Regions from separate parts of the Mus musculus genome. Here region 2 is linked to region 1. Evidence: chromatin contacts called from public HiChIP or PLAC-seq data. All regions are on one chromosome and are shown on one strand. The core of a region is the stretch at or near the end of the contact, and the rest is flanking DNA. Distances in the headings are between cores, read along the strand shown.

Region 1 (4,304 bases), core at 841-3,340:
AAGTGGCTCATAACTCTCTCTAACTCCAGTTCCAGGGAAGCTGACATCCTCATCTTCTCAGGCCCCTGCATGCACATGGTGCACATAAACTCACACAAGTGTGCAGTGTGCACATACATACTGACTAAGAACGAGTGAATGAGCAAGCAAGATTTAAGAAGGAGAACAAAAATAAATGAACGAAGCTTTAAAATAGAATTGGAAATACTCATAAAAGTCTCAAGTTAAAAAATACCCACAAGCAGAGAAGTATTTAAAATTCTGGGTTGTTTGTAATACTTCTACTTGCTGAGTTGACATATGAACACACTTTGTGTGTGTGTGAGTGTGCGCATGCAGGTGCGTATGCCAGAGGTCAAAGTTGAGTGTCTTCCTCTATCAAAATATAAGGTAGAGAGACCTTATTTTCTGAGACAGGGCCTATCTTTGTATCTGAAGTTCACTGATCTGGTAAGACTAGCTGTCCTGCATGCTTCAGGGATCCTCTTGTTTCTGTCTGCCCAGTCCTCTGATTATAGGTATATCACACCTAGCTTTTTACTTGGATATTGAGGATTTAAACTTAGCTCTCCATGCTTGAACATGGCTTTCTGCGTCATTTCCCCAGATCATATTTTAAATGACACTGTGTGAGGTATGGTGGGTCATTTGTTGTTGCTTTGGGTGGTGCTAAGGACAAAAGCCCACCTTGCATACGCTAGGTAAGTACTTTACTACTAACTGACAACTCCAGCCCAAAGTAATTTTTAAATTTATATGATTTAGGCAGGCGGTGGTGGCACACACCTTTAATTCCAGCACTTGGGAGGCAGAGGCATGTGTAACTCTTTGAGTTTTGAGGCCAGCCTGGTTTGCAGAGTGAACTCCAGGAAAGCCAATGCTACACAGAGAAATCTTGTCTTGAAAAACAAGATAAAAAAAAAAATAAATAAAAATAAATAAAAATAAAACAACAACAACAAAAAGAGGTGGAGAAATAATTAAGGAACAACATCCAATATCAATTTCTGGCCTCCACATGTACCAACATAGGTACCTGTGTACAGATACAAACATGCATACATATGCACAAAAATTCCTACTAAAGTGATGATTATTTTTATTTTACAGATAAAAAAAAATTAAGTGAAACCTAGCACTTATGAAAAGTTATCAAGCTAGTTAAATGAAGTAGAGACCCCAGGCTGTGTGCATCCACAACAATTATTAACAAGCTAAAGAATTCACACAAATAATTTCTCTTAGGGACTTATGCTGTGACCTTTTTAAGGCAGGCCATTTCATTAGGCCTCCTTTTCGATGATGAGAAGGAGGAGGAGGAGGAGGCTATCAGATTCTGGGGTCCTGGAGTGACAAGTGTTTGTGAGCTGCCCAATATAGATACCTGAAACTAAACTCTGGTCCTCTGAAAGAACAACAAATGCTCCTAAGCACTGAGCCATTTCTCCCCACATTGCCAGGTAGATCACAATCTTTTGTTTTTGTTTTTTATTTTTATAGAATATACAGACTATATCTAGTGTGTGTGTATGTGTGTGTATGTATGTACATATATATATATATAAGAATATATAGAAAGACGGGGTTTCTCTATATATCCTTGGCTGAACCCAAACTTAAAACCTTCTAGCCTCTAATCTCTGAGTGTCTAGATTACAGATGTCTATACCTGGTCTACAAACAGTCCCTTTTATGTATTCATGTCAAAACAGTTTATTGAGTACCTGCAATGCCTCAGCACAGGGTTGAGAACTATTAGCATATGTGCAAGGGAAATGAACACAATCCACACCCTAGTCTACCTAAAGGGAGTTTATAATTAAAAGTAAATTTTATCTGGTGGTACAGGCCTAAAATCTTAGCTATTTGAGGCCAAGGCAGGAGAATCACAACTTCAAGGCAATCTAGGCAATTCAGCCCCCGCTCCCCCCCCAACCCCATATCAGAATAAAAGGAAGAAACTGAAAAGTGTGAATGTATCAGTTACTGAGCATTCACCTAGAAAGTACAAGGCCCAAGGCTCACTATTCAACAGTGAAAGAAAAAGTAGGCACTCAATAAATATTTGTTGGAATAAACTGTTGACTCATGTGTATAAACTCAGTTTATGGGAGGTTAAAGGACACAAGTTCAAGGTCATTTTCATTCAGTGTTACTAGGAACTACATGACACCATCTCTTAAAAACAAAACAACCCACAGGACAATGGTGGTGTACGTCTTTAAACCCAGCACTCAGGAAACAGAGGCAGATGGATCTTAGTTCGAGGCCAGCCTGGTCCTCAGCATAGCTAGAACTACTCAGAGAAACCTGTCTCAAAAAGAAGAAGAAAAAAAAAAATTCCCAAACTCAAACAAACAAGAGCAACAACAAAAAGCCAAGAACAATAAACTTAAGAAAGACAAGTTAAATGACCACAAACAAGCTAAGCATAGTGGTACATGCCTGCAGTTCCGGTACTTGGAGGGTAAAGGAAGAAGGGCAACTAAGAAGTTCAAGGTCATTCTTAGCTACACAGATAGCCCAAACCAAAGTAGGGAACATGAGACCCTATTTCAGGGGAAAGAGGAAGGGGGGAGAGATTATAAATATAATGCCATCAAATCCAGAGGCAGAAATAGGAGAATCAGGAGATCAAGACTCATATGGGCTTGTCTTAGAGGTGGAGGTCAGGGTGCTGCTATAGAAAGAGACATGTATATCAGTAAGGTAAAATTATTATAGTCCAGAAGCACTCACAGCATTTACAGTCAACTGATTTTTGATGGGGTAGCATGATAATTCAGTGGGGGGGAAACATAGTCTTTGTGACAAGTGCTGTGGTAATTAAATGCCTACCCACAAAAGAATAAAGGTAAATTCTTTTCCTTAAATCACCCAAAATTTAAAACAAAATATATGGCAGACTTAAATGCAACAGCTAAAAACATAGCATACTTAGAAGAAAGTATAGAGCTAAAAATTTATGACCTTGGATTAGATAATGCCTTCTTAGGTATAACCAAAAGCATAAATAACAGAAGGGAAAATGGATATTTTGGACAACTTCTGTTCTTCAAAAGACCCCATTTGCAGCAAGAGATACGGCTGAGGGGTACACTAGGCACGCATGAAGCTGTGAGTTCAATTATGAGCAGCACCCAAGGAAGGACACGACACGGAATAACAGCCCTCTGCCCGCCCGTATATGACAGGACTATCACAGAACCCTCTTATGGCTCAACATTAAAGGTAACCTGAATTTAGAAAGGAGTGGGGGTGGGGGGAAAGTGAGCTGCTTCATTGTGTAGAGGTTCCTGCCACCAAGCCTGATAACAAAAGTTCCATGCCCAGAGCCCACATGGCAGGAGAGATCAGAATCCCTAAATGGTCCTCTGACCACATTTCTACCCTTACACACACACACACACACACACACACACACACACACACACACACACACACACTTATCATTTTTTAAAAGAGCATTGGAATCCAGTACATATTTCACCAAAGATACTAAATGACTACTAACTATAACAACCAAATAAAACAAAAAATAAAACAAAGTATTTACTTGTGAGATATAAATGAAAATCACAATGTACTCTCTAAGTTAAGGGAAAGTATCTTACTGATGGGGAATATGAAGTGGTGTACCTGCTATGGGAAAAAAAAAATTCCGTCAATTCCTCAAAAGTAGCTACCAAATGACCCAGTAAAATTATCTCTGAGCATACCTAAGGAAATGAAAACATGTACACAGAAGCAGCTTTCATATAAATGCTACAGCAATGTAATTTCTAAGATCCAAATATTGGAAACAATCCAAATCCATCAGTTGGTGATAGAGTAAATAAAGCTCACAGCAATAGGAACACCACAAACAATGGTTGTATTTACTAATGTTCCAAGTACAGAAAGTCATGGAGCCAGGACTGGGAGTAGGGCTCAGCTGTACAGCATATGCTTAGCATGTGCCAAGACTTAGGGTCATTCCCAGCACATATACATACACACATGACAACACAGAAAAACAAATTCACTAGGCTATTCCAATAGTCAAAGGAAATGAAGCAAGCAATACTTAGGATACTGAGGCCAGAGGCCATGAAGTCCAAACCAGCTTGGACTAAATTTATGTTTAAGACCGAAAACATAATAAAAAAGGAGAAAGCTATCTACTACCATCTGATGAAGTGACTACTGAGCCAATTTCCTACCTCAAAAATTAAATATTTGTAGCCAGACAGAGGCAGGCAGATCTGAGTTAGAGGCCAACCTGAGCTACAGAGCAAGTTCCAGGATAGCTAGGGACACACAGA
Region 2 (4,304 bases), core at 714-3,213, 680 kb before region 1:
TGTGGTGCCTGTCTTCAGTCCCTTTTGCCCATCACTTAACAGTACTGTGTATCTTTCTGCTAGGTCACAGCCCACATGAGTCAGCTTGCTGATCAGGTGACCGAGAGTGGAGCTGAGCTTACTCCAACAAGACCCTTATTTACAAATGAGGAAATGAACCATGGAGATATTCCTATCCTCCTGACTAAAACTACCTGGGAAGTGGACAACTCACCTAGTGGCAAAGGAACAGTCCCAGACGGAGAGGATGTGACAGCCAACTTTCTATAAAAATGCTATGACTTTAGCTAGATCACTGCTTTCAGTGTCACTAGCTTTGTTTTGATTTTTGCAGACAAATCCCCCCTGGGTTACAGCATCAAATCCCAAACAGTTCCTTTCCATGCATGGGAGAAGGCTGGGTGCTGGGCAGAGGCATCAAGGACAACGATTGGCAGTTCTCAGATCCCTCTGGAGGCTCTGTTACTCAGTGGTCAAAACATAGCAGATGGGCACAAGGAATGGTGCCATCTCAGTCCTGGCAACAGGACCTCGTGTGTGTGTGTGTGTGTGTGTGTGTGTCTGTCTGTCTGTCTGTCTGTCTCTGTGTGTCTGTGTGTGTTTAGGTGAAGAGGGCAATATTTTCAGACTCAGGAGACCCCTCTGTTGAGGACTAAATAATCTGGGAGTCCCCAATGCCTGTAGGAAAGGAAAGGAAGAGTGTGTGACTGTCCTGTTCTTCCTGTTGAGAAGGCACAGGGGAGGTTTGGCTTAAGTGGCTTCCTCTTTACTTCATCATTATCTCGTCATGCCATTGGCTTGAGGCTGAAAAGTGACTGAGCACATGACACAGGCTTCCTGGAAGGAAGTGCCATTTTCCATTTTACCTTTCTCCTAAAGTGCCCAGGAGAAGTGCTGGTTGTGAGCAGTGCCCTGCCTGCAAAGCCTGGCCCTGAGAGTTGGCAAGGGCAGGCACATTGGGTGCACACATCCCAGGGTGGCCTATCACCTTAGACACATTTTCAGACACTGCTGTTTCTCACCCTCCCTTGCCTCACCTGCTGCTGCGTTTTGCCCTTGCTCTCGCATAGTATGCTTCATAAGATTTCGGTTTCAGCTCCAGGGCTTTAGTAGCAAATTCCTCCGCCATTCCAAAATCCTGTCATTACAATAGGTGTGCAGATGAGTCATTGCAGAGATACACAAAAAGACAACTTGGGAATAAAACAAATGGTAAGTACAATCCTTTGACACCGGTCGATGGAATGCCTGGGGCTCATGACACGCCTGCCATGGCTCTACCCATGTGGCCCACAGACTGAAAATTCCCCCTGCCTTCCTCTGCTGTGTGTCTCAGAAAGCACAAACGGAACTTTACTTGTCCAAAGTGTTAAAACACTTTTTGGATTTCTAGCTGTTCTTGATACCCCAGAAGCCAAATGCCAGCCCTCTGTAGTGAGGATCCTAAAGTTGAAAATCTAAACTCTCCATACAAGAGGAGAGACACAGATACCTCAGGTGCCATTCATCCTATTGGTTCTCCTTGCTGCTGTGCTCACAAGACCTTGGCTTCCTAAGGATCACTGAGAATGTACCCCACAGAGTCCAGGAGAAAGGTCTGGGTAACAGCAAAGAGCACTGACTGGAGCCGAGAGGGCCCAGGGATGCCAGCCAGCCAGGCTCAGCTCTCTGGTCTATTCTAACTCAAGTCAGCTGAACATCCTTTACACCGACAGTTCAGCGTAAGGTTAGGCATAAACAACATTTAAGTGCTATGTATACTAGACAAATAGTAGGGTTCCGTACTACATAAATATTCTTCATATTTCAGACACTTCTCTGCCTTGTTCCTTCTATTTGATTCCTTACTTAGGAAACATTAAAAATTTAAAAAATAGATAAAGAAACAAGCAGACTCTGGGTGTGACTGGTTGTGCTGTCCTGGAGACATCCTGGATAAACTCAATCTTGAAGCTACTGGTGTTACCATGACAACCCCGGGGACTAGATTCTGAAGCATGTAATATTGAACAGGCAACACCTGTGGTCCTTAAGATCTCCTTAAATACTAAGTTAAAGTGAAAGGATTTAGTTTTCACTGGAGGTGGTTCTATTTTTTGAAGTTTTGCTATGTACCCCCAGGCTAGCCTAGAACCCTCTAATCTTCCTGCTTCTGCCTCAAAAGTACTGGCGTTTTTTGAGATACATGCCACCATATTTGGCTTAGGTTTTCCTCTTCTTTAAATGACAAAATTATATAGAGCAGGACTGTATTCATAGTTCCTAATGCAGAAAACAGGGTCTAAGAAAGGTCCTGGGCACAGGCAAGGGCTCATCATAAGAGATTGTCTACTGAGGTGCAGGGACTTCTGGTGCTTAGTGTATGGTGGCTCATAGGAGGTAATTACTGGTTTTGTGGGGAAATGGTATGGACTATTTTCCATCCCTCTGGTTTCCTACCTTTCCCTTTACTTATTTGAGAGATAACCATTGTTTCTAAGAGTAGAGCAACTTTTCATCCTTGGTGCTATAGACCTACAGGGGGTCTTGTGCATGCTAAGCAAGAACCTTATGACTGAGCTATGTACCCAAAGCATATGTGTGCGTGTGTGTGTGTATGTATGTATATATATATATATATATATATATATATATATATATATATACACACACACACACACACACACATGTGTATATATATACATATATACATACATACACACACACACACACACACACACACACACATATATATATATATATATATATTTTTTTTTTGGTTTTTCAAGACAGGGTTTCTCTGTGTAGCCCTGGCTGTCCTGGAACCCACTTTGTAGACCAGGCTGGCTTCGAACTCAGAAATCCACCTGCCTCTGCCTCCCAAGTGCTGGGATTAAAGGCATGCGCCACCACCACCCGGCTCCCAAAGCATATTTTTAAAAGCCAATTAACTGCTAGGAAGAAAAGAAGCCAGAAGACTGGCATCCTCTGCTAAGCTTTGCTTCATTCTCAGAGGAGGGCCACAGAGACCTCTGGGACTGATTCCACTGTTCACGTGAGAACCTCAGGCAGGACTTTACTATTGTGCCCCGGATACCTTCCATACTTCCATCTCCACCCAAAAGTTTCTTCCTTGCCCCCACTCCTTTCTGCCTCTGAAGGCAGAGCTGTGTCCTCTGAGATTGCCAAGTCTATCACAGGGCTCTTTCACTGTCAGGTTTCAGGGCTAGAATCAACGATGCAGAAGTGAGATATATGAGTCTTTCTGGACCTGAGAGCAGATCCTTCCCACTGCAGCCAGAACCTTCCTTCTGGACAGGACGCTCTTGACTCTCTAACTGATCAAAACTCCCTACTTGATTTGAATTACATCTGTCTTCTGAGGGCCTGTGAAACCTCTACTGGATGCCAGTGACTGTGTCACGATTGTAAGCACTTCTGGTGTCTGAGATTTTTCTCAGCTCAGGAGTGTCTGCATGACAAAGAAGCACTGGCTAAAACCATGCCTGCAAAGAATCAAGAGCCAAGGACAACTAGGAGGTCTGATAGAGGGCCAGAAGGAATTTTAAGATTTCATCCAAGCAAGAAGGGCTGTGGCACACTGGGATACAGAGGCCAGGGAAGAGGTGAAAGGGTCAAGAGTTACCTTAGACATTAACTCTGAAGTCCACAGCCCTGAAGCTTGATCCCACTCTTTGGCACCTGACTAGGGAGCACACGAGAAAGAATGAAGTCTCAACCTAAATGCAGCTGAAACTCTGGTGAGAATGACGGAGAGTGTGTGGAGATGACAGTCTTTCAGTCACTTCAGTGGTGATTATGACACTGCAGAATGCCACAAACTGCTCACAGAGAACTAGCTTTTCTACAGCTTGAGAAATTTGTATTTGTTGTGGATTTATATCAATGTGCAAATGTCAGTGTTCTGTGAAGGACAACCAGGTTCCAAATGGGGCAGAGAGGATTTTAGGGCCTAGTAATAAGACAGTAAGTAGCAGGAACTTTCAATTTCCAGCACTGCAGACAGAGTGGGGATTAGAAGGACTTACGTTCATTTTCCTGCGACATCGAGAGAGGTTGAGGAGGAGAGACACTTTTAGCTCCCGGAAGGTTTTCAGGTCCTCACCAAACCCTTCTCTAGGGAATTTCTTCAGAGCATACTGGTAGCGCTGGGCAGCCTCCTTTACTTTCCCTTTCTAATGGGTACAAACGAAGAGCACAATGTTGGTTTGCTGAGGCTGAGGAGATCTTGTCCCTAGTTCCTGTCTGCTCTTAAAGGTTAAAGTCCCTTGGGTACTGAGAGCAGAAATCTAGTCTTTTTTATA

The links. HiChIP or PLAC-seq counts read pairs in DNA pulled down with a chosen protein or histone mark.
Region 2: an H3K27ac HiChIP or PLAC-seq map of trophoblast stem cells shows a contact between it and region 1, with 10 times the contacts expected there. The contact joins two enhancer-like sites. A contact is called at or near these places in 2 of 15 datasets of contacts at CTCF or cohesin (pro-B cells and stem cell-derived epiblast-like cells), 2 of 484 Hi-C or Micro-C datasets (the N1E-115 cell line and palatal mesenchyme), 2 of 115 datasets of contacts at active chromatin or transcription factors (extraembryonic endoderm stem cells and trophoblast stem cells) and 1 of 9 other capture datasets (embryonic stem cells).

What each region holds. Positions count from the first base shown.
Region 1 is chr11:105,235,612-105,239,915 of GRCm38.p6, reverse strand. All of the region lies in intron 7 of Tlk2 (tousled-like kinase 2 (Arabidopsis)), which reads right to left. Among named protein-coding and RNA genes, the nearest start is that of Mrc2, 55 kb to the left of the region's middle. Within about 2 kb of position 2,090, at least 4 of the 459 cell types and tissues checked have an H3K27ac peak or open chromatin away from gene starts, as enhancers often do. A contact at or near this core is called in trophoblast stem cells, where this site is marked.
Region 2 is chr11:105,916,785-105,921,088 of GRCm38.p6, reverse strand. Tanc2 (tetratricopeptide repeat, ankyrin repeat and coiled-coil containing 2) reads right to left here. Exons shown (of 26, transcript NM_181071.3): 24 at 4,029-4,175; 25 at 1,038-1,138. Among named protein-coding and RNA genes, the nearest start is that of Cyb561, 26 kb to the left of the region's middle. Within about 2 kb of position 1,963, at least 8 of the 459 cell types and tissues checked have an H3K27ac peak or open chromatin away from gene starts, as enhancers often do. A contact at or near this core is called in trophoblast stem cells, where this site is marked.